Linked DNA regions of Mus musculus: regions 1, 3 and 4 are each linked to region 2. A link is a contact called in public HiChIP or PLAC-seq data. All regions are on one chromosome and are shown on one strand. The core of a region is the stretch at or near the end of the contact, and the rest is flanking DNA. Distances in the headings are between cores, read along the strand shown.

Evidence for each region. HiChIP or PLAC-seq counts read pairs in DNA pulled down with a chosen protein or histone mark.
Region 1: a contact with region 2 is called in an H3K4me3 HiChIP or PLAC-seq map of embryonic forebrain, with 5 times the contacts expected there. The contact joins the promoter of Tmod1 here to the promoter of Trmt10b in region 2. A contact is called at or near these places in 1 of 39 promoter capture datasets (liver), 2 of 115 datasets of contacts at active chromatin or transcription factors (embryonic forebrain and embryonic stem cells) and 1 of 9 other capture datasets (embryonic stem cells).
Region 3: a contact with region 2 is called in an H3K27ac HiChIP or PLAC-seq map of large pre-B cells, with 2.6 times the contacts expected there. The contact joins the promoter of Tstd2 here to the promoter of Trmt10b in region 2. A contact is called at or near these places in 2 of 39 promoter capture datasets (liver and pre-B cells), 2 of 484 Hi-C or Micro-C datasets (CD4 T cells and cortical neurons) and 2 of 115 datasets of contacts at active chromatin or transcription factors (astrocytes and large pre-B cells).
Region 4: an H3K4me3 HiChIP or PLAC-seq map of forebrain shows a contact between it and region 2, with 3 times the contacts expected there. The contact joins the promoter of Igfbpl1 here to the promoter of Trmt10b in region 2. A contact is called at or near these places in 12 of 39 promoter capture datasets (the 3T3-L1 cell line, 3T3-L1-derived adipocytes, cranial neural crest and 7 more), 2 of 15 datasets of contacts at CTCF or cohesin (large pre-B cells and pro-B cells), 3 of 484 Hi-C or Micro-C datasets (embryonic stem cells, pre-B cells and pro-B cells), 6 of 115 datasets of contacts at active chromatin or transcription factors (cardiomyocytes, embryonic forebrain, embryonic stem cells and 1 more) and 2 of 9 other capture datasets (adipose tissue and embryonic stem cells).

Annotation. Positions count from the first base shown.
Region 1 is chr4:46,037,406-46,042,765 of GRCm38.p6, forward strand. Tmod1 (tropomodulin 1) reads left to right here and starts at 1,817. Exons shown (of 10, transcript NM_021883.2): 1 at 1,817-1,904.
Region 2 is chr4:45,294,131-45,300,111 of GRCm38.p6, forward strand. It overlaps Trmt10b (tRNA methyltransferase 10B), which reads left to right and starts at 3,038. Exons shown (of 9, transcript NM_027266.4): 1 at 3,038-3,065.
Region 3 is chr4:46,136,942-46,143,004 of GRCm38.p6, forward strand. Tstd2 (thiosulfate sulfurtransferase (rhodanese)-like domain containing 2) reads right to left here and starts at 1,534. Exons shown (of 10, transcript NM_173033.3): 1 at 1,439-1,534. It overlaps Ncbp1 (nuclear cap binding protein subunit 1), which reads left to right and starts at 1,570. Exons shown (of 23, transcript NM_001033201.3): 1 at 1,570-1,945. The coding sequence starts at 1,912.
Region 4 is chr4:45,824,756-45,830,374 of GRCm38.p6, forward strand. It overlaps Igfbpl1 (insulin-like growth factor binding protein-like 1), which reads right to left and starts at 2,072. Exons shown (of 5, transcript NM_018741.2): 1 at 1,603-2,072. The coding sequence starts at 2,038. It also overlaps a transcript of Stra6l not described here.

The DNA.
Region 1 (5,360 bases), core at 567-3,066, 740 kb after region 2:
CTGAATTGTACACAACCAAAGGAAGCCTTTCCTATTTCCCTGACTTAAACATTTCCATTCTTAAAGCATTTATGTTTTTTGATGGAAGGATAAAATTAGTGTGATGTGAGGTCGCTTGACACACACATGAATTTAGCCACTAGCCTGTATTGAAGTCCGGAGTCCATTCCCAGTGGACCAGAGCCCTGCCTGTGAGAGACTAAGGTAGCAAAGTACCAGACACAGCTGGCAGAGCACCTGGGAGCCAGAGACAGCTGTCTTTAAAAGGCTGGAGGAGAAAGAGCAAAGTGGAAGGATACGCACTGTTGCATATTACATATGTGGTATATGGTATGTGTCCATATTGTGTTGATATATTGGGTATTTCGGTAAAAATAGGCAAGAAGTTTGAACGAACACTTCACAAAAAAAGAAAATCCAGCTGGCCAATAAACAAAAAGGTGTCAGCAAATGTGAACACAGGGCATTGGTGTTGTGGATCAAAGCCTCAATGAATGCGGCTCCTCTCTACCAGTGTAGCTACAATGTAGCAATTCTTGTTAAACCGAAGTGGTTTAACTTAAGTGGGAACCACTTGCAAGTAGCATTAATCCTCTGCTCATCTCTCCTAGAGACTCAACTCTCCAACTCAGCTTCCTGCAGACCATGAGAAAGAATAATCTGAGCCACACTAATATTCTGAATTTCCACTACTAGCAAAGTACACTTTTAAAATAGGATGCATTCATATGGAAATACCATATTATGTTCATATGGTAAATTCGCTGGGGATGAAACCTATAAATTGAACAGTAGGAAAGAATGGTGCGTCACAAATTAGCCTCAGCAGCGAGCAAGAGGCACCAACCTGACAATAAGGGCAAGACTTCTGGAAGGGTCCACAAAACAGTGTCTTAGAAGGGAGAGGTGGGTGACTGGGGAGCGGGGTCAGGCTGTTGGTTGGCTTGCACAGGTGTTCTTACTATAAAATTCAGAAAGCTACACACTAATATGTGCCCTGAAAGTATTTACACCCACAACAAAACGCTTAAAAATAAGTCCTTGGGAATAGTAAGTCCCTGCTTTGTTTAAAAATACACCCCACTTCTCCCTTGAAAAGGACATTCTTAATAGGGCGAGGGTTTTATAATACAGTAATGCATTAGGAAAATACTTTTCAGCGTTTCTCCTTAGGCATCTAGGAATTAAGATTTCCCTCACCAAAAAATACGGTAGGATAATCCAACGGAGATGTTCCCTGTGCCTGTTTGGATTCGTTGGTAGGAGCCGTTTGTTTATTGAAACACTTAAAGGCTTCGGTTTGGGTTTAAGTGGTTTGTTCTGGAGAGAACACATTAGCCTTTTAAGAAGGAGGAACTTTCATTCCGATTATTTTAAGTGGTGATTTCGGACGCTCCAGTCTCAATGCTGTGTAGGGAGAAGGCGTTCAATTCTGCGTTGGAATTGCACGTCCACAGATGGTTATTAAGCCCTGGGCCCGTGCCAGTCCTGGCCGAGGGGACAGGTTGCCTCTTCAAAGGAAGCTAGGTGTAGCTGTGCTGACTTTACTGGAACATTCTAGACGAGAGTAAAGATCTGCGCGACTTTGTCCAGATACCTCCAACGTAGCATAAAATCAAGTTGGAGAAACCGAGAACAAGGCAGGGAACCACACATTCCCCTGCCTCCGGGGCTGGGGTGGCCCTAGATCCTAATAGCGAGTGTTGCTCCCAGGCCGGGGACCGCGCAGCACCCTGTCGCCCCTGGTAGAGCAGGAGGGCGGGGAGGGCGGCGGGTTGGGGCGGGGCGCGGTGACAGCAGAACAGGGCCCGCCCCCGGCTTCCCACCCGCGGCCGCCAGGGAACTCGCCAAGCCCCGCGTTCCGCTCATTGCCGCCGCCCGCGCTCGCGCCACCCCGCATCCCGGTAAGACCCCCCGCCCGCCATCCCTAGGTCCCCCTCGGCCTCGCGGGGCTCCCTGCCGCCGCGCCGGGGCGCAGCCATATCTGGGCAAAATATTCAGCTGTCGCAGCCGCTGAGAAGGGACTGAGCACGGTTCCCTCTATAAATAGCCGCCGCCTCGGGTGGCCTTCGGGGATCGGGGTCCGGTTCCCCAGCCTGATGATCGGGTCGCTGGCGCTAAGCGTCCCTGCAGCCTGATGCGCCCAACCCTAGTCAGGGCGCCCGGGGCACTAGACCTGGTCTCCCGGGGACCTTGGGAGCCGCCCGGGGTGCCTTGGGCATTGGCACGTTGTGAGCTGGTCACGAGCCCTCCTGGGAGTCTGGGGAGGAAGGGGATACACGCTCGGGGGACGCTGAGTCCTCTGAGCACCGATCTGGCCGGCGCCTGAAAAGTTTCCCAAACTGCTGGAACTAGCTGAGGTTTAAAGCACCAGCTGCGCTTGCCTCGCTGCGCGCAACCAGGTAGAGGCAGGAGGCCACTGGTTGTCTCCAGTTTGAGGGGCGGCCTAGGCAACCCTCCTTTCTTTTCTGGATCTCGTTTTCCTGTTTGTAAGGTGAAGTTAGGGTCCTTCAAAGAGATGGTACCCGGGGCCACGAGAGTGGCCAGGGCGTGCTCTGAACTGCCTACACTCCCCTGCACCTGTTCTGCAGTTTCAGGCAGGGTAAGGATGCTGAGGACACAGCTGCAAAAGTCAGAGACTTTGGTGGCTCTTGGAACTCAAATCCTGGCCTAGGACCCACTGTGGCCCTCGGAATAGCCTGGGAAGTGTGCCTGGGGTGTTTGGGAGCATCTCTAGGCTGAGTTGCTAGCAGCACCTCGGCAAAACAAGTGACCAAATGAACTGGGCAGGCTCAGGCAATTCAGTTCCCTGTGTGGCACCTGTGATAACTCCCTTAACCCGGAACCTCCCCAGCTCTCTGTTTAGTTACCTCTCTCAGCTTTCCCCATGAGATTCCGAAGACCTGGCAGAGCCAGACTCTAAACCCAGATTCTGGGTTCTTTCTTAGTGGGGGCTCCCTCCCACAGGGTTTATCTTTCACCCTGGGTCCCACTGTTGCCCCTGTAAGGGCTTCAGAACCCTTTGCTCAAGGTCATGCCAACCCCCACTGCAGTCTGCTTGCCTTTCCTGTCTCTACCGACCTTTCCTGGCAGGTTTGGGGACTCTGCACCCCTCTTTTGTGATCTGCTAATGTCTGGGACTTTCCCAGGCTGGAGTAATAGTGTGGAGAGTCTAGTAATAGATCCTGAAGATCGCTCCGTTTTCTCTAAAGCTATCTCCGGGCTTCACAGATAAATGAGTGAAAGGGGAATCACCCAATAGGAAGATTCTCACCGACTTCAAACCTCACAACAAACAGGCAGAGTGAAGACAGGGCGCCTGTCACTCTGGCATCTGCTCTCTAATGAGCTAGCCTTGCAGTCCACGGTTTAGACAGCCACTGGCTCTTGGGTGCCTCGCATCCTAAGTGGGAAGTTAGAGCCCTCTAAAAATAGCCCAGCCCACCTTATCAGAGTCTCACACCTTCTCTCCCTTCTTGGGCAGGGCTCTTGGCTGCAGCTTAACTACAGAACACAGGGACTAGGTGGTGTCAGCTCTAAGCAATAAAGGGAATGGCCAGGAGTTCAGGCCCCTAGCTCCAGCCCCGGCTCTGTTACCCACTCAGTGTGACCTTGAGAAATGACCTTAGTGGACAGGATGGTCTTTAGTGGCGCTGGAGTGCAGAAGAGGCAGGGCTGGAAGTCTTCTGGGAAGCCCTCTAGCTGGAGAAAAAGGAAGTGCAGGGGAGATCTGGGGCACCAGATCTGGGATGAGGACCCCAGGAGTCCAGGTGTGTGTGTGTGTGGGGGGGTGAGGGTAGAGGGGGCTGCAGCCTTCCAAGAGCCTAGTGGAGAGGTGGGCACAGTTACTACACAGGGATAGAATGCTGAGAAGTGTGGAGACTCCGTCAGAATCCAGGGTAGGCATTGGGGACTTGGTTGCAGCACAGCCGAGCATTAAAAACTAGGATTGGCTGGAGACCAAGCTGGTGCCCTCAGTTTCCCCCTGTGTACAACAGGGCTAGCCATAGTGGACACTTCATTCAGGCTGTGATAGGAAGTGATGATGGGCAAGCCCTGAGCTTCGTTAGACCCTGCCCAGTACCTTGTGAGGATGTGGTTAAGGAGACAGAGGCTGGAGCTTAAGTAGAGACAGCTCCCAACTCTCTCAGAGCGTAGATGAGAAAGGCAGTCAGAGCTGGGGCAGAGGGCAGCCCTCAGTGTTTGTGACATGGCCAGCATAAGTGGTAGAGGCAAATCAAGGGGCAACCACAGAGTGTAAGAGAATCTGAGGGGTGTGCCCATGGCAGGATTGAGGTCCTTCCTTAAGAACATGCCATATGTCACCAGCTTTGCAAGTGGCTTTCAACCCTCTAGACTTTGCTGAGCAAAAATAAAGGGGGGGCTTGGGGGTGGGGGGGAGTTAGAATGAAGCAGGCTCTGGTCTGGGCCCCTGTGTCCCCTGGCTGACTCAGTATCTGTGAGCCGTGAAGGGTGAGCTGACCCTGCTCTGGGGGCCCCATGACCTTGGCTTGCTAACTTCTGAGATGATGTCATCTATTGATGACTTCTGCTGAGCCCAGTCATATGGCTTCTTCCGGACAGTGTTTTGATTTTTCAGTCTTACTAATGGGCCAGCCCAGGCTGCCAACATTTCTAAAGAGGCCAGTTCACTTTCCCTTAAAGCCAGAACACCAGCTAGATCAATTATTTGGCTGCTAGGAGTCATTATCAGTTTAAAGCCAGGGGCCTGCTTCCTGGGATTAGCAGGAGTCACTCCCACAGCGCTGGGGGGGGGGGGGGCTGGCTCCCTTTTGTTTTATACAGTCTTCTGGTTTATTATGATGGCAACAGCCTCTGAAAGAATGAGCTCACTGGAATCAACCTAGGATGTGGTCTGGAGCCTCCTGGGCCGAGGCACTGGGTCCTTGTCTGATAGAAATGCTAAACACTCAAGCACGCACGTCCCTTGTGCCCTCCTGGAGAGGACAGGCTCCATATCACAGTGCCTGAGAGGGTGGGAAGTGGAGAAGAAGACAGGTCCCACCCCTCTGCCCCTGTCCTTTTTATACTCCGTGTTCCCTTTACCAGGCTGCCTTTTACTCTAGGATATTAGAGTAGCGCCACAGGGCTGTTGCTAAAGACGTCTGTAGTGGACCATGGCAGTAACCATTGGACATTTCCTCCAGTGCCCAAACAAGCCAAGGAAAGCAGACGCCTCTTGGCCTCACTCTGACTTCTTCATGGGCTTATCTACTGCTCAGCCTTTCTGTGCAGCTGCTTTTAGTTCTCCTGGCCTCTTGCCCCACCCCCTCTCCCATTTCTGTTAGCCCTGGGCCCCTGCATACTGCACAACGCCAGTAATAGCTCCCCAAAGATGT
Region 2 (5,981 bases), core at 1,788-4,287:
ATCCTTCCTCAGCGGAACCTGGCCACCCCTTCATTCAAGGGGTTCCGGATCTGCAAACTGTCTCAAGTCTGGAAATTGATTCACTGGCCGAGATTGCTGTTTACCACGATCTAATGTAGCCTTTCTTTCATTTGGCTGTTTACCACGATCTAATGTAGCCTTTCTTTCATTTGTTTGAGAATTTTTCTGCTTATACAGATCAAACAAATATGCAGTAGGCTTCCTATGTATTTCATTCCTGGAAACACCATGATTGGTTAGCCAGTACCAAAGGTCCAACCGAGTCATGCCATTATAAATTTCACCTCTCCTGTGCTGACCATTACTGGGTATGTTATTATAAACATTCTTTTGTCTACGCTGTCCATTATAATAACTAGAATCACCTTGTCTCCGGCGATTCAATGCTGCCACCTGGCCCTTGTTACCTCGGAATCCAACTAAACCCAGTGAATTTAATTCATCTAATTGAGCAGAAGCATCTCCAATGCTAAGATCTGGCACAAGGAAAAGGGAAAGAACAAAACCCTTCAAATGTGCTGGTGCCCCTCTCACCAATTTGCGTCTTATAGAGCTGGTGAAAGGCATATCTTCTGGACCTTCCCATTGTGGACAATTATGCTTTACACAATATATCCACTCTAGCATTGCAATTTCCCTAAGTCTTAAAATCCCTTCATCAACACTAAGCCACGGAATATCAGGCATCTCCAAATCATTTCCAGTAGGCCATCTTTTGATAAACACCTCAGCCAACCATTCAAACAAACTTTTGGCACCTTTTTTAACTATGCGAGCTTCCGTATTAAACCTAGAATCTCTACTCAGAGGACCCATGTCAATAAACTCAGCCTGCTCTAGTTTTATGTTCCTTCCACCCTTATCCCACACCCTTAAAATCCATTCCCACACATATTCACCAGGTTTCTGCTTGAATGAATTAGCAAACTCATTAAGCTCCTTAGTAGTGTATCTAATTTCCTCATGGACTACACTTTCTACCTCCCCTCTAGGAGCCTGTTTTGCTTTGAGTCTGGTTACAGGTCTAGAAGAAACTATTGGTGGGCCTCGAGAAACATCAGTAGTGAAAGTCATTGCTGGTTTATCAGACTCTGCAAAATTAATTTCCTCATGTGGCGAAGGCATTATTTCAAGGGGTGGGGCTGAGGGTACTACTTCCTCATGTGGGGCAAACCCTTGAGAATCTGAAGATTCAAAATTCTCAGCTTCAACATGGTCTTCCCACACATCCCATTCTTGTTGTAGGATCCCATTCTTTGCCAATTAGAGCCCTTACTTTAACTGTTGACACACTCTGAGGCTGAGACTTGAATTTTCACTGTAGTTCAGCCAACCTTACAATGAGAGTTTCTGTTTGATTTTCTGCAACTTGAGCTCTATTGCTACAAGAGAGAAGATTCTCCTCAAGGACACACTTAGCAACTTTTAGATCGTTTACTTGTGTCTGGAGCCTTTCGATTTTATCACACAACTCCTTCCTTTCATTCATCATTTTTTCCACAGATACTAAGAGCAGCCAGCCAGTAAAATCATTTTCCGATTTTTTCCCCATCTTGTAGAAAGCTTTGTGCACTGAATCACCTAATTCATTAAGAAAATCAAGGTCATTAGCTTCTTTAAGTTCAGAATATAGTTTCAACCATGGGTCTTCAAAATTCTCTGAGCTCCCAGGAGGGAGAGAATCTGGAGAGGTTTCAATAGTTGAAAGTGCTGGTGGATCAACAAGCCAATTCCAGTATTTTAAAAGATTCATCCTTGTACTTCTGTTACTCTAGAACCACTCCTGGTACCAACTTCTGTATTAGTCAGGGTTCTCTAGAGTCACAGAAGTTATGGATAGTATCTAGATAGTAAAGGAATTTATTGATGACTTACAGTCGGCAGCCCAATTCCCAACAATTGTTCAGTCGCAGCTGTGAATGGAAGTCCAAGGATCTAGCAGTTACTCAGTCTCACGCAGCAAGCAGGCGAAGGAGCAAGAGCAAGAGCTAGACTCCCTTCTTCCAATGTCCTTATATTGTCTCCAGCAGAAGGTGTAGCCCAGATTAAAGGTGTGTCCCACCACACCTTTAATCCCAGATGAAAGGCGTAGCCCAGATTAAAGGTGTGTTCCTTAAACTCGGAGATTCAATCTTCTGGAATCCATAGCCACTATGGCTCAAGATCTTCAAACCAAGACCCAGATAAGGATCTCCAAGCCTCCAGATAAGGGTCACTGGTGAGCCTTCCAATTCCGGATTGTAGTTCATTCCAAATATTGTCAAGTTGACAACCAGGAATAGCCACTACAGTTGCTCTTGCAGAGAACCTAGGTTTGGTTCCCAGCCCCCACATGACTGCTCATAACTCTCTGTAACTTCAGTTCCGATGGGGGCGGCAGGTTGGAGAGGTGCGGGGGAGTGGGATTCCAATACCCTCTTCTGGTTTTCCCAAGTACCAAGCATGCATGAAATGCACATGTGTATGCAGGCAAAACACCCATACATATGAACAAAAATAAATCTTAAAAAAAGAAAAGTAAAGACAAGACTTGGACTAGTCGCTTCACGCATCTGAGCCTATTTCTGAGTTGATATGTGAAGGGAGATGTTCAAGGTATGTAACTAGCCACTAGACTCTTTGCCTGCTAAGTCTTGTCTGCGCTTTGAACTTGGACAGCCTGGCGGCAGAAGGACCACTGTGTGCTCAGGAAAGGGCTGTGCTAGCTCATAGTCCCTGCTGGTTGAAGGGAAACCCAGGGAATCTTAAGGGCCCCATACTGACCAAAAAGACAAAGTAGGTGGTTTAGAGCTTGGTTTAAAGTCGCCAGAAAGCCACTAGTCACCTGTTTGAGCTATGTAAGGTTTACGAGGACTTGGAATTGCCATCGTCAACTAACAGACAGATAACCCAGAGTATAGAAGCCCAGCCAATCTACTGGTATCATCTAGTGCGTTGTTAGACTGAAAACTACAACTCCCAGAATGCCACTCAAAGCTGATCAGGAACCGGAAGTGGCTTTGGGGCGGGACCAACTGTGTTCTCTTCTGAGCAAGGTGTGTTAGGTAAGCCAAGATCTGGTTCTGAGGGTTGGCTAGAGACTGCGGGGTCCCACCGAGACGCCTAGGCACCCCACAGCCCTGGGGAGTCTGGGTCTTGCCTTTCCTCGGTCGCAGCACGCGAGTCAGTGTGACCCGCGTTCCCTGCAGCCTGGGATCTAAGCAGGTGTTCTGGTGCTGAAGGTGGTTGGGCTCAGAATGAGAAAATGAGAGACCTATGCAAACAGGATGATTGGACACTTAGCGACGGCGTTTGTGCTCATCAGGTGGGACTTGGGCTAGAAAAGGTCTAAGGCGGAGACGGCGGTGTTAACTCCAAGTATTTATTGAGAGTCTGAGTAAACGGAACATTTAATTTTATTGGAACGGTGTGAAAAAATCAGACAAAAAATAAGTAGGTGGTGTTGGATAGTGAAAATATGCCTGATCTGAGGACGTGTGAGACTAAGGGAAGAGCATGTGGGCAGAGATTAACAGTTTATGTAGACATTGGGATATTTAGTATGTTTGGGAAATAGGTAGGTCACAGTTTATGCAGACATCGGGATATTTAGTATGTTTGGGGAATAGGTATACCACAGAGCGTAAAAGAAAATGATGGAGGAGGGGCTACCAGGAAAGATGGCTCTTGCTGAGGATGGGAGTTTAGTTCTCAGCACCCATGTCTGGGCGACTCATGACTGCCTGTAACTTAAGCTCCAGACACCTGTACTGAACTGATGCACACATAGCCACATACATAATTTTTAAAAATAAAATGGCTCTGGTGTGGTGGTGCAAGCCTTTAATTCGGGAGGCAGAGGCGGGCAGATCTCCGTGAGTTCTAGGCCACCCTGGTCTCCAGAGGGAGTTCCAGGATAACCAGGGTACAGAGAAACCTTGTCTCAAAAAACAAACAAACGAATGAATGAATGAATGGATGGATGAATGGTTGGATGGATGAATGTGGGAGGCAGAGACAGGGCAGATTTGTGAGTTGGAGGCCTGCCTGGTCTCCAACCAGTATATAGCAAGTTCAAGGCCAGCTAGGGCTACATAGTGAAACCCTGTCTATAAATAAACAAACAAACAAATAAATATAAATAAATAAATAGAATCCTCTAGAAAAAAGAAAGTTGACAGAAGGGAGAGAGCCCTTAGTGATCTGTGCAGATAGTGTGTAGATTTTGGATTACGGTGAGTGAAATAGAAAATGCTGCTGACTCTGGCCAGAAGAGTGGTGTAATTCTCAAACATTTAGATGCTCTTATATATCTGCTGCTACATACTTGTGAATATATATATTTCACAGATTTATTTTGAGACAGGGTCCCAGGTAGTTTAGACTAACCTCAAAGTCTTTATGTAGCCAAGGATGAACTTGAACTTGAGCCGTGAACTTCTGACCCTCCTGTTTCTTTTTTCGTTGTGCTAGTAGTACCTAAGCTGTCACAGCTGGTTTATGTTATGGGTTTGAGACAAGGGCTTTATGCATGGTAGGCACACGCTCTCCTGAGTTACTTCCCTGGTCCTAGGATGCTCTTTACTGTGTGAGGTTCACTATAAGTTCTTGAAGGATTTGTTTGTAGAGTAGGGAAATGGGAGGACCTGTTTGAGTTACACTCAAAGCAGTTGAAAGTTGGAACCTCATAAAGATGGAATGGATGTCACCACCAAATCCCCAGGATATACCATCACTGTGTCGGTTCATTAGTAACCATTGAGTGACTAAGGCTCAGAAAGAGTGCTTGTTCATTTGAGATGGGGTATAATCACTGTGTCTGCTAGACTGGCCTAGAACTCATAAGCCCCCTGCCTCAGCCTCTCAACTGCTGGGGTTAAAGTTATACCACTATCCCTGCCTTTAGAATAGATATTTTAATTAAGAGGTAAAATACCAAATCTGAGCATAGATAATGTCTTGTGTAGATTCATCGGATCTGTATTTTTTTAAAGATTTATTTTAAATTATGTGTATGTGTGCATATACATGTGTGTGTTCACACATGCACACACACATGTGTGTAGGTGCAAGTGCCATTAGAGTCTAGAAGAAAGTATCTGAACCCCTAGAGAGAAACTATAGGTAGTTCTGAACTACCTGATGTGGGTACTCGTAATAGAACCCTGGTCCTCTTTAAAAGTAGCAAATGCTCTTTAACCATTGAGCAGCGCCTCCAGCCCCCTGATCTGTGCATCTTGATGCTCAGCTACACCTTGGCTTTTTGAGGACCCTTAGATGATAACCTCTGTTCTGCATTTACTGAATTTGCATTGTGTGGCCAGGACTTATGCTGTCCACCAGGGATGCAGAGCTGAAGAAAGGTGGGCTCTGCCATTAGGAGTGTGCAGTCACATATAATACAGGCTCTTAGGGTGGTGGTTACTGGTGCCTTTATTTGATCTCCTGGTATGAGAAACATCTTCAGGGACTATAGAATTTAGAAAGGCACAAGGAACAAAAAAGAAAGTAGTTAAGTTTAATAAATACTAACTATTGCTGTTTAAGATTTATTTATTTTTATGTGTATAAGTATTTTGCTTTCCTGTATGATTGTGAACTATCATTCCTTTGGAGGCCAGAAAAGGGCTTTGGATCCCCTGGAACTGGAGTTAACAGAGGATTGTCAACCACTGTATGGGTGCTGGGAACTAAATCCAGGAAGAAATTGTTTAAGAAGCCCTGAACTCGCAGGGCAAGATGGTGAACACTTAGTCCCGAAACTCGGGTGAGTCTCTGTGAGTTCTCGGCCAGCTTGCACACGCACCACTGGTGTCTTGAACACCACGATTACAGTGCTTCTCACATTTTTTCAGCCTCAGGCCTGGATGGGACAGTGCATACCCTCAGTGCTTCCTCTTGCAATGGCGCTCAGATATAGGGCAGATTTGAGGCTTGGCAAGAGGTTCTGACCTGTCACCAGAACCCCAGAAATCTACCAC
Region 3 (6,063 bases), core at 284-2,783, 840 kb after region 2:
TGAACCTTCCCCCAGAGGCTCCTCTCTATACAATCCAGACCTTTTGGCCTCCTTGTTGGGCCTCCTTCCCTTCTTTCTTTGCTCCTGTGTTCTTCCCTCCTCCACCCCCATCCCCATAGTGACTTCCCTGGTCTCAATCCTGGTAGCGGTCAGTGAACTCACCTGAGAGCAGATTCCCAATAAACCCATTTTTAATATATTCTCATCTGGCTCGAATTGGCTCATTTCAGGCAACTGGAGCCAGATGAGAATATATTAAAATCCTTTCTTGGAGGACTCTTCCAAAGTCTTACTCTGGATAATCTGTCCTCAATAGCAAAGGATGAGTGATAATTTGTACCACTCGCCCTTTGCTATTAAGTCCGTCAGACTACAGTACCTGTGATCATTCCTGAGAGGGTCACTTAGGGCTTCAGTATCCTGAACACCGTCTCGTTGTCCCATGTACAGACGGTGACAAATGTTAATTAATACAATATAGTACTTGCTGAATGAAATAAAGCAAGAGTTGAGGAGTCAGAGAAATAACTCTGTAGGTCCCTGACAGTTAGTCATGTAAATTTCAGAGCAGAGACCAACAGATAAAGAAAATAAGTCTTGATTCCTAAAATGTGAACAAGCTGGACTTTAGCAGAAGAACATGGTGGTTTACACACAATGACGGGAACAGAACCCAAGAAGCCATAGTTTGGAATTCGCAGTGGAAATTCCTGGAAAGATGGATTGCTTGCATGTACGAATAAATAAATGAAAAGAATAGAAAAACGATAATCTTTAAAATAAACAAAGAGAAGTAGAGCCGGAAAGATGGCAAGATGGCTCACTGGTTAAGAGTGCTTACTGCTCTAGCAGAAGACCCGGGATTCAGCACCCCCACCCCGCTCCCGCGCACTCTCCTCCTTGCTCACAGAGAGTCTGAAACTCCAGTTCCAGGATGATGTACAGACTTACAAATACATAAAATATTGCTTTAAGTCTGTGAAGAGTTTTAAGCATAGTAAATAAGTTTGACTAGACTTGCTCTCAGAGTATAGCAGGCAGTGTTAGTGGATAAACTGTAACACAGGAAGTGAAGGAGCTAATGACTCCTCCCTAAATTCTTGGATTTAAGCAAACTACCGAAACGGCCATTTACTGTAACAGGTAAGACTGAAGGAAAAGTTTGGGCTAGACCATGGACAAGACAGTTTGGTGTCCATCACAGGGCAGAGGACGTCCACATACTGTACACGTGCAGAGGAATAGAACAATTGGAACCACACCGATCAGTAGCTGGGGCGTCCGTCAGCTGGGAGAAGTAGGCAGTAGGACTACAGTGAGCAGATTCAGCCGGACGGGCCTGGATTCCCTACCGCTGAAAGTGGCTTGCCCTCCTCCCCGCTCAGGTCTCCCGAGGCGTCTACAGCGGGATGGCGAGAGAGAAAGAGAGAACACCTACCCGCAAACCCTAGGCCTTTCCTGGGTCTCCCTTCACCAACTTGGCGCTGCTCCCCGCCCTCGAGCCCACGCCCCCCGGCGCGCGCGTGCGCAGAGAGTCCCTGAGCCGTCACCTTTCTCCGGAAGTCTCCTAAGTCGTCGGCGCAGGGGCCGCCGGGAAAATCCCGCCGGGCCTGTATAAAGCCGAGGCGGGATCGCTGCGGCCCGGATAATTTAGCTCGCTGTCCAGAAGGGCCCGGGGTGGAAAGCCGGAGGAGGCGGCCGCAATTGGACTTGCAGACGCCGGCCTTCCACTGCGGAGCCCATCCGGTGCCCCTCTGCACGCGCTTCCGGCAGGCGTCGTAAGCGAGTGCGCCTGCGCGCCGCTCAGTCCGCGCGCCTCGCCGCTGACCGCGCACCGGCCGGCCGGCAGCCCGACGGTTCTGGGGTTGCAGGCGGCTAGCAACTCAGATCGGCTGCGCACCAGCAAGCAGCATGTCGCGGAGGCGGCACAGCTACGAGAACGATGGTAAGTGCTCTCGGCCTGGCCACTGCGTCCGGGTGAGAACCGAGGCCGGGCTCGCCTTCAGTCTCCCGGGAACGGATAGGAATCCTTTCTCCCCGGGAGGGCTCGGGGAGCCCCAAAGGGAGGCTGCTGGCTCGGTTGTGGATAGTGGCTTCGGGAAAGCGACGGCCTCCCTGCTACCCCATCTCCTTCAGTCATGGGAAAGGAAGGCCTGGTGAATCCCGTGAGCAAATCCGACCTGGGGTCCCGCGACACTGAGGACTTAATCCCTCACTACTGATCATGGAAACCGCACGTGTGTCTGTCTGCTGCTGCCTCTTAGGATCACTTAGTGGAGGAGATATATCTAGTGGACCAGTGTTTTCCTTTTAGCCCTCCAGGGTGTACTTGGAAAGGACCCTGGGAAGACAGGAAAAGAACAAAGCTATGACAGAGGTCGGATGTATTGCAATCTGAGCCCTTCTCCTCCACCTGCCACCCGCTGATTCCCCTCTTTTAGGCTTCAAAAAAAGAATACCAACACCCCAGAGGTCACTAATAAACAGGCACGGGGTGTTTTGTTGGATTGGCTTTAAGCATATTTCCCTTATAAGAAAGTGCAGGAAAACCCGAGCAGATTATTAATTCTCATGTCAGTTTTGATGGTCGCCGGCAAGGACGTCGTTGTGTTGCCATAAATTTTGTTTTGTTGCACCATTATTGCCTTTCAAGAACACACTTGGAGCTGTTAGTGTTAGGTCCAAAGGGTTAAGGCAAGAAAAAACTTTAGAACCGAAGGGTTTAGGTTCGAAGCTCGACATCTCGATTATTTACTATGTGATCTTGTCAGGGTCATATGACTTCTTAAACCTAAGCGTGGACTGTGGATAATACTAAGCCATTTGGTTTCTACGGGGGGCTAAATGAGATATTGTGCTCACCAGTAGTTCATGATGATGTTTATTTTGTCAACTGCTAATGTCTCAGAGGTGATACACACAGATAAATGCTGACATCGTTGAGAAAAAAAGCCCTCCCTCCCCCAAGTTTAATTGGGTTAGCTTCCTCCCTTGGAATGTTAAGACAACCAAGCGAATCCCATATAGTGGAGCCCCAGGTTTCTGCCAGTAGTACCTGAGAGAATGTCCTAATACATCAGGAGTGCCGACTTGCTAAACAGTTTCCTAGCTTCTGTGCTTGCAGTGGAGTAGGAGGCAGTAGAACAGTGGAGGCTCCCTCCCCTGGGTTAAGACAAACCCCACAGCGGTATAGTGCAATTCGTTATAAGGTCACGGGGTTGTGGAGAATAATGTGAGGTAAAGGGTGTAGAGACCAAAGTGAGAGAGAAGCTGGTTAGGTAAGGCCTCCTTGCAGATGGCCTATGGCTTCAGTGATGTGAGGATGAGCCGTGTGGATGCTTGGAGGAAGCAGAGGTCCAAAGGAAACCGTGAGTTAAGGTTAGAACATTTCTGTCGTGTTAGAGAACAGACAGCAAGGAGGTCATTGTTGGTAGAAGAGAGAAAGTGAGGGTAGAAGTTGTGAGACCGGGGAGTTTAGATGAGCCTCTTACCTCACTGGGCCACTTGAACATTTCTGTTAGGACTATATGATTGGGGATTCACAGAGATACTACAAGGTTGCTAATCAATAAAGTTCCCGTAGTTTATTTAGAGTCACAGAAAGGGCTATGGTAAATGGAAAGTATCAAATCTAACTCAGTCTTAGACTCTTTTGTTTGTTTGTTTTTGAGACAGGGTCTTTATGTGGCTGTCTATGTATGTAGTCCTGGCTGTCTAGAACTATGCAATTCAGGCTGGAACGCCTGTTCCTATGTCCTGGCTAGATAGATCCCACTGACTGCCCTGCCTTACCCCAAGGGGAATACCATACTTGGCAGGCTTAGATTCCTTAACAGTATCTCTGAACTTCTTCAGTAATGTTGGATATACATTTTATCAGTGTGAAGTATATTGTCTTATTGTTAAGAAGGAATTTAGGCCCGGCGTGGTGGCGCACGCCTTTAATCCCAGCACTTGGGAGGCAGAGGCAGGCGGATTTCTGAATTTGAGGCCAGCCTGGTCTACAAAATGAGTTCCAGGACAGCCAGGACTACACAGAGAAGCCCTGTCTCGAAAACCCAAAAAAAAAAAAAAAAAAAAGAAGGAATTTAGATTGAATCTTAGTCAAAAGTCCAGATAGCCTATTCTACTTCCACTTAGGTCTTTATATTTTATTGTGGCTGATGTTTTTACACTTAACTGTATGAAAAGTTTGTTATACATAGGGACAATATACTTTGTTTCAGAAGTGATATTCTTCTACCATTTTAAATTCTAGTTTTAAGTTTGTAGAGTCAAAGTTACTTTTTTCTTTTATGGTGGTGTTTTTTGTCTACTTTGTTGATCTGAATTACAGTCTGATTCTAACAAGGGCATAGGAAACAGTACAATGTATCTTTGTAACATTCGGTTCCTATTGCAGGGAGAAAAGATCTGGTGTCTTGTTTGTTTGTTTGTTCTGTTCTGTTCTGTTCTGTTCTATTGTCTGTTTTCCACCCACCCACCACCTCTGGTTTCTCTGTGTAGCCCTGGCTGTGTAGACCAGGCTGGCTTCAAACTCAAAAGATTTGCCTGCCTCTGCTGGCATTAAAGGCCTGCACCACCATGCCTGGTGTCTTAAGAGCCTTTAGAGTGGTTATTAACATAAAGGCCACTTACTCTGCACTACCAGTGTTTGTAGCAATATGTAACTTTTACATATATTATAAAACTTACATAGCAAGTAAGCCTTTTCTGGATTATGGTGTCAACATAAACCTGTCTCTCTTTTATTGTTCAGGGTATGAAAACATACAGCTAGTTCTCCAAGAGGTGTCTAAAATATCCAACAAAGTGCTTTTCAGCCTTCCTGGTGCTGTGACCCTTTAATAACTCATGGTGTGGTGACCCTAATCATAAAATTATCTCATTGCCACTTCATAACTGTAATCTTGCTGTTGTTGTGAATCATAATGTAAATATCTGATATGCAGGCCATCTGGGGGTCATTTGACTCCCAAAGGGGTTGCAACCCATAGGTTGAGGACTCCATCTATAAAGATATCTTTTTCTTACTCCAGCTGATTTTTTTTTTTTTTTTTTTGGAAAAAGGTCTAAAAAACAAACAACAATAAAAACCCCCTATACGTGATGAATTTAGGCCAGTTGACCAAGGAGCTCCAGGGATCTGCCTGTTTCCATGTTCTCTAGGTTACAGGCAGGTGTTACTAAGGCAGATTCTCATGGTTGTTCAGGAAGGACTTTAGTGAGCCACCCCCACTCCCTAAAGTGTATGGATTTTGTCTGTGTCTATGCACATGGTGTGTGTGGGCCAGGCAGAGGCATTGGGTGTCTTTCTGTCACTCTCTGCCATATTAGACTGAACATATTAACCAGCAAGCCCCAACAGTCCTCATGTCTTACCTCCCATAGTAATGGGGTTGGGGGTACCTTGTATGGTTGTCCTGGCTTTCTTTTTTTTTAAGACAGGGTGTCCTAGTTAAGGTTATTATTGCTGTGATAAAATGCCATGACCAAAGCAACTTGGGGAGAAAAGAGTTTATTTCAGCTTCAACTTCTAGGTCCGTCATTGAGGGAAGTTAGGGCAGGAGCCTGGAGGCAGGAACTGATGCAGAGGCCATGGAAGAGTACTGCTTACTGGCTTGCTCCCTGAGTTGCCCAACTTGCTTTCTTTCTAGAACCCAGGAGCGCTCACCCAAGGATGGCACCACCCACAATGGGCTGGGCCCTCTCCCATCAATCATGAATTTACAGGCTTGCCTACATACAGCCCTATCTTACTTAGGCTCAATCGGTGTTCCCTTCTTTCAAATGACTAACATGTCAAGTTGACATAAGATTAGCCAGTCCAGCGTCTTATTATTTTGCCCTGGCTGTCCTGGAACTCTATATGTGATCTAACTCACAGTGACTCATCTTCCTGTGTGTCCCTGGTACCAAGCAGTGTTAGCTTTTTGGTGTGGGTGCTAGGGATTGAACCTAGGTCTTCATGCTTGGGCAGCAAGTATTCTTAATGAAGATGCTGTAGTCTGCCTCTGCCCTCACCCAGGCTCTGCTCAGTTCAGGGTCTGGGACTGTCCGGGT
Region 4 (5,619 bases), core at 822-3,321, 530 kb after region 2:
CAAGGGGTTGGGACCTGGAAGGTGGCAGCCTTAAGTGGACATCATGGACAAGTCCCCTGCTTTCTCTGGGTCTGGGTCTCCTCTGTACAACAGCAGCTTTGAGTTATATGCCTCGAAGGGCTCTTTTTCCTAGGAACAGAATGTCGCTCCAGGAAAAAAAAAAATCACCCAAGCCCATCAGCACAGGGAAGCTTTGGGGAGCCTGGTCAGCATTTCTTCTGTGTCCTGTGTGCCATTAGTGCTACCTGTCTCAGACAAAGGGAGCTGCGTGAGAACCAACTGCTGAGGAGGCAGATTGTAAAAACAGTGACAGAGCTACGAGGGGGAAAGATGGGACTCTGTCGGTGCACCGGGCAGACACAGCATTCCAAGCAGAGTGGGCACCACAGTGGCTCCCCTGGAGCTGCTGTGGCTGGGCAGGGAAATAGACCTGGCTCAGTGTCACTGGAGAAGCCAGGAGCTACCCAGTAGTACCCCCAGCCAGCACTGTCCCCCACTGGAGCCTGGACTGGGAAAGAGCCATAGTGACTTTTCCGTGTCACCCAGCCTGCTTCAGCCCCTCACTGTGTCTAGTAGACTTCCTGCCCCATGGCCAGCGGTCCACCAGAATCCTGGACGTGAGCACGCGTCCATGAGATGTTTGGAGGGAGAGGAGGCAAGCTGGAAGAGGAGCCCCCAGGTATCTTTCTTGAAGTGTTACCTTGGGCATCTGGCTTAGACATCCTCTCCCAGCTCAGGCCAGAAATCTCCAGAAGCCCGAAACATGGAACACTTACCACGCCGAGTTCCCCACTACCCTATCCAGATGAAACAAACACTGTTCTCTCAGAGCTCCTGACCAAGTCAAACCCCACACACAGGCAAAGTAGGCTAGCTTCTCTGGACATCCATAGACACTGCTGTTTTGGGTTTTCTTTCTTTCTTTCTTTCTTTCTTTCTTTCTTTCTTTCTTTCTTTCTTTCTTTCTTTCTTTCTTTCTTTCTTTTTTGACACAGGACAGTGATCAGTTAGGGCACTAGGGGCACTTACAATGTGGTGTTAAAAACCAGTTAACCTTTGACATCCCTAGCAGTTGGTAGTTTTCTATTGATTTCCTTAAAGCAGGACCCTTCAGATTACGTGCCCTTTAGACTGGATCAGCATCTCTGGTCCCACAATCTTTTCAGAGCTCACGTTTCCAAAGGTCTTGCCCTTTGTGGCTGGAAGCTCCTCGAAGCCCTTGGTCTGAGACTCACTGGATAGCCAGGATTCTGATGCTCTGTCTTGGTGCTTCTTGAATCCTGTGTGGGACCCCTGCACTCTGGGAATCCTCACCTTCCTTCCTCCATTCAACCTATCCACCTGGACCCATTTTCAAGTAACTATAATAACAGGTTCTTAAGCATTCACATTCCTGTTTGTTCTAGGGCTGAAGTCTGCACGCAGTGGGTAAGGTAGCAAGCAGGCTGTAGAAAGACGCGAAACACTGCTCCTGAAGGGGAAACTGAGGCCCAGGCTGTGTTGTCCACTTTTGTACAATGAAATTCTCTGTCCCACACCCAAGAGCATTGGGGTCCCGCTCTTCCCATTTGCCTGGGTCTTTCTAGGTCAAACCCCACTCACCGAACTCGCAGGGCCCATCGCGAGCCTTGTGCAGGTGGCCATGGTGCGCGCGGGGTGCATGTCGGGCGCGCAGACGTAGCGCGCAGATGCTGGAGTAGGAGCGGCCGTCAGAGCCGCAGACGGCGCCGCGTTGCGCGCACACGCAAAGCCCGGTGCCCTCGGGCGCCGTCCCCGAGGCGCGACTCGCACACACCAGGCCAGGGCCACAGCGTGAGCCCACGGGTCCCCCGCAACTCGCGCCCTCGGCGCCCAGGCAGCGCGCGCAGCAGCCGCACTCGTCGCGCGCGGAGATCCAGGGCGCTGGGCAAGGCGAGGGCGCAGGGCAGCGATCCTGCTGGCACGGGCTGCACTCGGGGTGTCGTCTACCCGCGTCGCGGAGCCCGAGACCCCGGGCCAGTGATGGCAGGAGCAGGAGCAGCAGCGGCAGACGCGGCATGGCCGGCTCCCAGACGGACGGCAGCAGCGCCTCTGCTCCTCTTAGCGCTCGGTGCGTGCAAAGCCACCGCGCCCGCCCCGCGCCCGCTGATTGGCCCGGCCCGCACCGCGGGGCGCCCCTCGGCCCGGGACCAGCGCTGCGCGGCCCTACTGGCTCACTGAACTGCAGAGAAGTCTCCAGAACAGCTCTGCCACCTCCGATTGAGCGCTGGGGGAGACTCAGCGTGGTCCAAACGGCAACTTGTCTCGGCCTTAAAATGTAATGACTCTCAGTCTTCCCACCAGGACGCCTTATTTTACTTTGCTCTCTTTCTTGTTTTGTTTAGGAAAGGGAATCTCTAGTTTAAGATGCCAGATTTTATAAATGGATAGATGGATTTCTTTCCCAGATCGAATACTCAGTTCCCCAGTCCCATTTCCAGTGGCTGCTCTGGCTATTGGGTTCTTGGGTGTGTTTTCAGGCATCTTCTCTGCCTGTACAAGCATGTGTGAGCACATAGCCCAGTCCCCTCATATAAAACATCCACTGCCCGAGTGCACGTATGATTTTGCACTTGGTCTTTTCTACTTACAGAATTTCCAGTTTCCCACCTTTTATCATCTCTGGAACCCGACTCTCTTTCAAGCAATGGGTGCACAGGTGAAAAGGCTATGTGCTCTCACGGGTCTTTCTTTCTCTCTTTCAAAATTTTTTTTCATTTAATTTAAGTGCACTGGTAAGAAGGTGTCAGATTCCCTTGTGAACTGCTTTATGGGTGCTAAGAATTGAACCCAGGTCCCCTGGAAGAGGAATCCGGTGCTCTTAAGCACTGCACCAAGACTCCAGCGCCTCATGGATATTTCTTAATGCTGCATAAATCCATGCATCTTATAGTTGACAGGGCCTTGAGGTGGCTAGATACAGTGATGTATTTTGGACTTTGTGTGGACCAGTCTTGATTGTTACACTCTGCATATTATTTAGATACACAAATGGAAATTAACCACTTGTGTTCTGACCTTTGGCTACTAAGAATGTTGGGACAGGGTCCCAGAGCACAAATCTCAGGACACCCATATTGAGGTTTGGTCTTTTGCTATGTATTGTAATGCTAAATACTACTACTACTACACACACACACCCCAGGGCCTGGTTGCATGTATACAAGTGATGCTATGTAACCTTACCCACCAAGTTATCCCTGATTGGCGAATAAAGATGCCTATTGTCTATAACTGGGCAGAAGAAAGATGGGCAGTGAGTGATTGGTTTCCCCAGGCTTGGGGTCTGAGGAGAAACCACAAGGAGGAGAGGGGAGAAGGTGCAGAAAAGAGAGATGGCATGTGGTAGGCAAGTGAGTCATGAAAACATGGCCATGAGGCTGGGCAATTGGAGTTAAGAGCAGCTCAGATGAACATAGCAAGTTATAACTCGGGGTTATTGATACGGAAGTAGACATAATAACATGGTGGGTAGATATCTACCCAGCTCTAGTGCTGACTAAGGTTTATTAAAATATAAAAGTTGCATGTCTTTTATCTGGAAACCGAATGACCTAAGGTGGGATAGAAACCCCGATTTGAGATTAAATATCTACCACAACACACCTATGACATAGCTGGTAAAGTGTGTTTAAAGACAGGGTCTGGCTGTGGGGTATCCATACAGGCTACTAGGCAGTCTGCATACTTCATCCCTGACAACGGGGACTGTTGCTGGACACTGATGTGTGGCTAGGGGCATAGATGAAGAGAGAAGAACTTACCAAACCAGGCTTCCAAAGAGCCATCCCTACTGCTCCGTGTCCGCTCTTTTGTATATTTTTGGCTTATGTCTGGAGATGGAGAAAGCCTTTCCGTGCCTGGGAAGAGCTGCTGCAGACCTCTCAAGTGACATGCAGTTTCCTTTCTTAATTCAATTCCTGCCAAGTCTGCGGTCCTCTGAGGTGGGGAGGTCCTTGTCCCCGAAAGAAGCCCTTGTGGAGGTCACTTTATGTGGCGAGCAGAGCAGAGCCATTGAATATAGCCATGTGGCCATCCATTCAAGCTCTTACCTTACAATGGGCCACGTGGAGTAGAGCTGTCAGGGGCCTTGGGAGAACGGAGGTAAGGAGTGAGGAATGGAGAGGGGAATGCTGGGAAAGCTCTCCGCGTGTGCTCAGTACTGAGATTCCAGTAGTCTCAGACACCTCTGGCTTTATCTAGAACGGCCTCCCCACCTGCTCATACCTCTTGACCTTCTGATCTCATCTGTGACTCTTTCCAAAGAAAATAATCGCTCTGGGGATGGAGAGATGGCTCAGTGGCTAAGAGGACTGACTGCCCTTTCAGAGGACCCAGGAAATCTCCTCACATAGACATGTAGGTAGGCAAAACATCAATACACATAAAATAAAAATAAATAAGACATGGTTAGAAAAGAAGGGAGGGAGGGAAGAAGGGAGGGAGGGAGCGAGGGAGGAAGGAAGGAAGAGAGAAAAAGAAAAGAAATCGCTCCATTTGAAGATTTCATCTCTGAGTTGGCCACTGTATCAAAAACTTGGAAACATTCTAAGGCAGCAACGATTGAGTAAATTATGGTCCATCTGTCAATAGAGGTCTAGGTAGACATTAAAATGGGCAATGTGTAGGCTCGTGGAAATGCAAATATGTTTATAATGTATCGTTTATTGTGATGGTCCTTATGAAATATGTATGTCCATGTATGGCATATGCACATGTGAATATAGATGCAGCTGTGTGTGTGTGCATGCGTGTATGAGAGAGAGAGAAAGAGAGAGAGAGAGAGATCATTTAATGATGTGAAGGAAACAATGTTCATGTAACAAAGCAGGATTTGGGAACAGAAGTGATAGACTGTGCACTGCCTTTCAGGAACAATCTGTAACTCCATGCTTGGCTCTATCACTGTCCAAGCAGAGGACAGTCTGCTCCAAAGTGAGTGAGCTCCCTGTCAGTGGAAGAGTTCAAGGGCAAATCTTGGAGTTTATGGAAGGGATCAAAGTATTCGAGGTTGGAAGAGGTGATCGAAACATCCTTCAAACCGAACCATCATTCCTGAGGTCCAAAGTCTGACTGTGAGACCAGGACGAGCCAGACATGACAAATGTATACAGCACAGGATTTCTCTGCTTTTTATGCAGACACAGAGGGAGCAGGCGCTGAATGGTGTCACTATGAAATTCATGTGTGCTTAATGCAGGTTGGGATACACAATTCCACAGAGGCGCATTTACATATGATCTACATTCCTTTTAAATGGTAGGGAAAGCATTATGTATGCATAATGGCCCCGAGAATTAAAGCAAAGGGTTCATTTTCCAGCCCTGAGCCTGGGGCATCAAAGTCTGAGTGTGTCTGGGTGGGAAAACATACCAGGCTTTGAAGGAGATCAGCTCCAGCTCTTTTAGATTGCCCCAGTCCATAGCCCAGCAGAGCCGGTTATTTCTCTCAGTATGCCTCTCAGGGAGCCAACAAACACCGTGGGCCACACATGGGGCCCCATGGGATTATGGGAAACGATGGGGGTGAACTCTCCTCACAAGGAGGGGAACTGGGGCAGGTGGTGAGATGCTAGGTACCTAGGTAGTGATTAAGCAACAA